Linked DNA regions of Mus musculus: region 2 is linked to region 1. Evidence: chromatin contacts called from public HiChIP or PLAC-seq data. All regions are on one chromosome and are shown on one strand. Each heading gives the region's core, a stretch centred on a gene start, on an enhancer-like site or on the middle of the called end of the contact. The rest is flanking DNA. Distances are from core to core; before and after follow the strand shown.

What was found. HiChIP or PLAC-seq counts read pairs in DNA pulled down with a chosen protein or histone mark.
Region 2: a contact with region 1 is called in an H3K4me3 HiChIP or PLAC-seq map of bone marrow-derived macrophages, with 2.5 times the contacts expected there. The contact joins the promoter of Pik3cg here to the enhancer-like site in region 1. A contact is called at or near these places in 2 of 39 promoter capture datasets (the 3T3-L1 cell line and the HPC-7 cell line), 2 of 484 Hi-C or Micro-C datasets (bone marrow-derived macrophages and double positive thymocytes), 6 of 115 datasets of contacts at active chromatin or transcription factors (T-cell acute lymphoblastic leukemia, bone marrow-derived macrophages, double positive thymocytes and 3 more) and 3 of 9 other capture datasets (adipose tissue, liver and pancreatic islet).

The regions. Positions count from the first base shown.
Region 1 is chr12:31,935,459-31,938,720 of GRCm38.p6, reverse strand. It overlaps Cog5 (component of oligomeric golgi complex 5), which reads right to left. Exons shown (of 23, transcript NM_001163126.1): 23 at 1,091-1,544. It overlaps Hbp1 (high mobility group box transcription factor 1), which reads left to right. Exons shown (of 11, transcript NM_153198.3): 4 at 962-1,103; 5 at 1,440-1,551; 6 at 1,637-1,749. Among named protein-coding and RNA genes, the nearest start is that of Hbp1, 13 kb to the left of the region's middle. Within about 2 kb of position 1,485, at least 34 of the 459 cell types and tissues checked have an H3K27ac peak or open chromatin away from gene starts, as enhancers often do. A contact at or near this core is called in bone marrow-derived macrophages, where this site is marked.
Region 2 is chr12:32,206,961-32,210,222 of GRCm38.p6, reverse strand. It overlaps Pik3cg (phosphatidylinositol-4,5-bisphosphate 3-kinase catalytic subunit gamma), which reads left to right and starts at 1,564. Exons shown (of 11, transcript NM_001146200.2): 1 at 1,564-1,705.

The DNA.
Region 1 (3,262 bases), core at 236-2,735:
GGGGTGTAGTTTTATTCTTGGAGGTGTTTTCTCTGCTGCTCACCAGTCCTGCTTTCTTCCCTGTTTTACATCACTGTTCGTGATGACCTGTGCAAGTACTCATGAGCTGTTAACTGTGTGAATTACTGAAGGTTGGTGTCTAAAGCCTTCTGAGCTTAGTGTGTCCTTGGGATCCCTGCTGGGCTTGAAAGAGCACTGCTCAGTAGAGACTTTGCTAGGGAAGGAAGCCAGTGTGTAAGTGATCCTTGTGGGAAAGTGACGGTACATCTGTATGCTTATGTGTAACTCACAGAAACAGTGTCTTCTTACAAATGGAAACAGGCTCGGCTCTTCTCTTCTTTTCTTTTGGTTTTTTGAGACAGGGTTTCTCTGTATAGCCCTGGCTGTCCTGGAACTCACTCTGTTGACCAGGCTGGCCTCGAACTCAGAAATCTGCCTGCCTCTGCCTCCCGAGTGCTGGGATTAATTGTGTGTGCCACCACGCCCGGCAAGCAGGCTGTTTTCTATTTGTAGTTTTACTTAAGGCAGTTCACCCAGTGATACATGGCTGGCCAGGTTAGTACTGTTGAGTTTTCGGAGTTAAGAAATAGATGGGTATTTACTTCATAATGATATGCATATTTATCTGTATGGGAATAAAAGAGATGGGAATCAGGTGTAGTGTACATACATGCAATCCCTGACCTTGGGGCAGGAAAATCCCAAGTTCCTTGCCACTTTTGATTTTTAAAAAGCTTAAGAAAATGTGATGAGTCTTCGATAAGAAAGAACACTTTAACATATACCAGTGAGTTTATATATGAGGAAGGTTAATGATAAGTTCAAGGGACAGCTTGCTGTCTTTACTAGAGCTTTCCATAGTTGTCTCTTGTGTAACAGCATTAGCAATATGCTGTTATCAAGAGAAAAGATGTTCGTTATGGACCTGCCTACACTGATAATAAAAACTGCTTTATTTTAGATCATCTCCTGTACACATCATAGCTACTAGCAAAAGTTTACATTCCTATGCACGCCCACCACCAGTGTCCTCTTCTTCAAAAAGTGGGCCAGCCTTCCCTCATGACCACTGGAAGGAAGAAACACCAGTAAGACATGAAAGGGTGAGTTTATTCATGAAGTCAAACTTCTACAAAGTTTATACAGTGGTTGAAAACATTACCTTTCCCCAATCTGAGAGATTGTTTTGAAGAACATACAGATGCACAAAAATATTTCATTGTTCATTATATGCATTTGATTCTGTATTTCTATTTTTAAGAAAATTTATTACAGATGACAGTATTTAAAACTTCAAGAAAAAAAGTCCTTCAATAGTGAAAGCTTACTTTCCTTAATCTTACAACTAAGTTATATTTATTTGAAAGCTCGAGTTTAAAAGAGGTATTAAAAGATCTTTTAAAAATAACAAAACAGAAGTTTCTGTTTTCTCTGTACAGGCAAACAGTGAGTCAGAGTCAGGCATTTTCTGTATGTCCTCCCTGTCAGATGATGATGATCTGGGCTGGTGCAATTCCTGGCCATCCACCATTTGGCACTGCTTTCTGAAAGGTAAAGAAGTACTTAAATGATTTGCAGCTGCCTTGGTAGCACAGCAGGCTTGTAATCTGATCCCTTCTTTCTAATTCAACTTCAGGCACGCGGCTGTGCTTCCATAAGGAAAGCAATAAGGAATGGCAAGATGTGGAAGACTTTGCTAGAGCCGCCAGCTGTGATAATGAGGAAGAGATCCAAATGGGCACTCACAAGGTTCATTTAAAATCCTTCTAAAGAATTTCAAACTGGTCAACCTTCAGGGTTAATCTAGAGGAACGCTCTACTTGCATTCCTATTTAAATGGCACCTTGCCCTCTGGGTAGGGAGTGAGACCGCCCAGTGCTTAGCATGGTGGGCAGAACCATGACTAGCACTTCCCAGCCATGCTTCTAAGGTGTGCGGTCTGTGTGACTTGGCAGCTTTATGCTTTAAATGCTCTTGTTCTGGAAAACTAGACTAGCCTTAAAGACAAATAGTAAACTAATTCAAACCTTCAGTTCTTAAGTATATAATGCAGTGCATGTCTTCCATGGTTAATTGAGAGTTTGAGGTTACTTCTTAAATGACCCCAGGAAACTCTCATTTTCTACATTTATAAGTAAAAACAGTGGTAAGCAACATTAGAATAAATATCTGTTGACACATTTTACTTTTAAAACTTTTCATTTCTCTATCTCTGTTGCAGGGAAAAATAAATAAATGAATAAATAAGCAAAATGGGATAATATAAAATACCAATTGAAAATTCCTTCTTGGAGCTTCCTGTCTCCTGTCAAGTTTTGAGAAAAAGTTGATTATCTTGAGCATGGTGTCTTCATCTTGGTGTTACTCTTTTCTTAGTAAAGTGTGCAGTCTGATTTTGCTTCTCCTACTTTACACAAAATTTGTCTCCTAGTTTTGAAATCTCTGCAACATTTGCTCATTGAACTACTTCCTGACATTGCTGTCCCTTAGTTTACACAGCAGCAGTACCCTAGTTCTCAGTCCATTGCTTATTGCTGCAGTGTCTTCCTCTTCATAGCCCTAGTGACTGGAGCACTGACAGCAGCATCCAGGCGGCATCTCTGTAGAGAGCACTCTGAACTCAGTGTGTACTCCAGCAAGTCTTATGTGAACGACTTTAATCATCTGGGCCTTCGCATCCTGATATGTAATGTAAACGCAGGCTAAAATCTTAGTAGCTTTAAGAAAAAAGGCTAATTTTTTTAACATTTAGTATTTATTTTATGTGCATTGGTGTTTTGCCTTCATGAGCATGTCTGTGTGAGGGTGTCAGATCCCCTGGAGTAGAGTTAACAGTTATAAGCCACCATGTAGATGCTAGAAATTGAACCCAGATCCTCTGGAAGAGCAGCCAGTGCTCTTAACAAAAGAGCCTTCTCTCCAGCCCTAGAAAACTAATTTTGACTATTTGTTAATCTGCCCTCTACTTTTCCACCTGCATGTTAGACCTCACTAGTGAGCCATGATCAATTTTTCACACTCAGTATGACTTGGGGTACATCTCATTCCTAATTTCTGCCTATCTAAGTATTTCTTTAAATTAAAATTCCTTTAAAATATTTTTGCAGACCACATTCAAAACTACGAAACTGTCTTTCATTATGTTCCTTCTCATCCCTTCATATTCAGTTTTCTATTCCATAGTATTCACAGCATTGTTAACCCATTATGTGTTGATCACCTAGTATACAATTGGGTGCTGTAGCTAGCTGCAGTCATGTGT
Region 2 (3,262 bases), core at 315-2,814, 270 kb before region 1:
TGAGTGAAGCATAACTTGGTAAGTCTTCCCCCCTAAACAATTCAAGCTACCCTGAGACTTGTAAAGATACCAACCTCTCAAGGAAGTATGCTTACATAGAAATATGCTTTGGAAAGCTGAAATACCCCCTTTACATATCTGAAATTCAGCAGCCTTTGAATCAAGACTTGACCACTGCTATTGACTCTTAAACCACTATTTTAAAGCTAAGACCCAAAGGACTTTATCTTTTATGTACTGTTTTCCTTGTTGCTGTGACAAAGCATCCAACAGAAGCAATTTAAGGCAGAACGGGAGTTATTTTGGTTCCCAATTTGAGGGTACAGTGCATCGTGGCAGGAAAGTCATGCCGGCAGGATCATAGAGCAGCTGCTAACATTGCATCTGCCATCAGGAAGCAGATGAACAGGGCCTGCCGTTCTCTGGCTTTCTCCCATCCAGAACTGCAGCTCCCATGTTTAGAGTGGACCTTTATATACTTCACCTAAGCCAGTCTAGAGACAGGCTTATAGGGATGCACAGAGATTTGTCTCTTAGATTCCAGATCCTGTCACGTTTACAATCTGTACGAACCATCACAAGGACTGTGTGAGAGGAAATAGAACAGGTCAGAGACTCTATCTCAATATCCACGAAGCTCAAAGAAACTCATGAGGCTGTGCTTCGGAGGGCTGTGTGAGGCTCCTCTATCCTTCTTGCTGTTCCAGCTGGAATCCTTGACAGCCTAGTGGGGGAGAATAAGCCCTGGTATAGAGACCCCTGGAACAGGGGACGACTGGCTATGCTTAGGGTTGTAGAAGGAATTGAGGTTACTTGGAAAATATAGGACTGCTTTAAGAAGAATTCAGAGCCTGCCTCCTCCCTGTTCTCCAAGCCTGTGGAAACTGGAAGCCATCTCTCAGTGATTACCTGCCTGGAGCAGGCAGTTTCTAGCTCCCTAATGTCGCCAGGAGAGCAATGTCCTCCTGTTTTGTCTGACTAATTCATTTTCACACACACACACACACACACACACACACACACTCAGCATATCAGCAACAGGCACACACATTGCATGCTGCAGGACTTTCAGTTTGTGATATTTTGAGACTTGAATGGTCTAGAAGGGAGGCAGGGGGAGGTCTCACCAATGTAAGGAAGTGAGTTCCCAGGCTTTGCTCTTGCAAGCATCCAGACTGAGCCCAACAGTCCACAGTTACAACACACACACACACACACACACACACACACACACACTAGGGCTTATTCGAATTCTCAAAGGGAAATAGATTTCACTACAAGCAATCCAATACTGTGGCTACGCAGCCCTTTCTTCTACTTATTGCTAGCTACACACACGCTTCATTTGTTTATGCCTTGGGTATATTTTTGGTTTGTCTGAGTCTCTCACAATCTTTGAAGAGTTAATTCAAAGAGTGAGAGAAATAGTAAGGCAAACACCGTTCTCTGTTCCGCTCTGCTCTGTGTGTGCTTCAGCAGGAAATGCATTTCTGACACTTTTAAAATGAGCAATCACATGTATAATCAACTTGGTTAAAACTTCCTTCCTGGTAACTGCAACACTTCCTCTGCATCTGGATATGAAGGGAGCCCCAGAAAAGAGGAAGAGACGAGGTGCCCCGGGTAGGTCTAGATTCGTTTTTTTTTTTTTTTTCCTAAAGTAAACAAATGATCCTCCTCCGCATCACCTCCAGGGCTGCCTCAGGTACGACTGCTTTCTGTTGTTTGCTCTTTGCTTGGTATGACTTGGAACAGTAACACCTTCCTTCTCAGCTAGAATCTTTTTGTCTGGATCCATTGCCGGTTCAAGCTGAGCCAACCCCCGAGCGTCTGAGTTTCCTTGTCTCGGCGCGCTTAGACTGTGTACATCCACAAAGTTCCGTCCAGCAAGGGCTTGCAGGTGCACTAGTTCTTTCTGTTTTTGTTTGTGCGGAAAGGGGCGGCCACAGAGCCCGTGACGGACAGGCTCCAGAGTCGACCAAGTGCTTGCTTGGGAATTCTGTCCAGACAGTGTTTTTGTAAGAGGACAAAGCTACTTAGTCCCAGCCATGAGGAAACCCAGTGAGTATTTGGTCAGCCTTTTCTCTTCTGTACCTTGTATCGTGCTATATAGCGTGAGTTCCTGCTGTCACTGAGGCAGATAACTGAGTTATATTTGTATGCTTAAATTTGGACATGTTTTATTTTAAGTTCATGTCAGTATCAAAATAGTTTATGGTTCTTTTCTTTGTTGGTTATTCTATACTATACCAAAAGACCAAAGTGAATGCTTTAAGCTACCAAGCAACAGTTGTTTGGGACAGTTGGTTTCATTTATTTACTAAGTATAGCTTCATTATATTTTAAAAGGAGGGAGAATTGACTTTTAAAATAGTTTAACCCAAGAATTGTACATAAGTTGAGATCCAATGTAACTTGTCTTTTATAGCTTTTAATCAAGATCTCCTTTGGGGTATATAATTAACACTCCACTGTTCTTCAGGAAAAACTAATTATGGATCTCATTAACATCAATTAGAGAGTAAATGATATTTTCTGAAATATTTTGTTTCAATATTTGAATGTGGTTTAGAATATAATGTAGTACCAATGTAGCAATGTTAAATATTAAAATCAAAATTTTTATGAATCATTTTTATGGATTATTTTTTAGTTTTGGAACTCTGAGCATTTCAGTCATTAGTTGATGGGTTCATAGTTATGCTTAAATACCTTGTAGAGGGCAAATACCTAAATATAGGTAATATGATGGGAACAAATTTGTAAATTCCTGCTATGGAGATGAAAATATTAGGACATAAGGAAACTGAATTATTGTTTCGGGTCATGGGAGGGCAGGAATCACGTCTTCTACTGTGTCCCCTCTAAAGCAGAGGCAGGCCAAACCAACTGGCTCAGTTAAAATTACCTAAAAGTTCATATTGGTAAAGTCCATGTATGTTAGCACCTCCCCCTGCCCTAATATAGCAGTGATAGCTGGAATGCTCTGCATTCCATGACCAAAATGGTATGTGTGGGGACACGGCTTTGATTACAATCTTCACCAGTTTTACTACACTTGAGTTTTATGAATGGAATGACTAGCTTTCTTATATAGAAAGAAAAAATGAAAAGAAAGAAGACAGGAAGTTGACTAGGGAGACTGGGTTCAGACAGTTTGAAAATAGAGAAGATGAAGCAAGATTGGGTGTCTAGGTTAGAGAAGTGTGAGACTGAACAGAGGAAATGCATCGGCATTGGCTTGTTCTCAAAGTGATGTTCA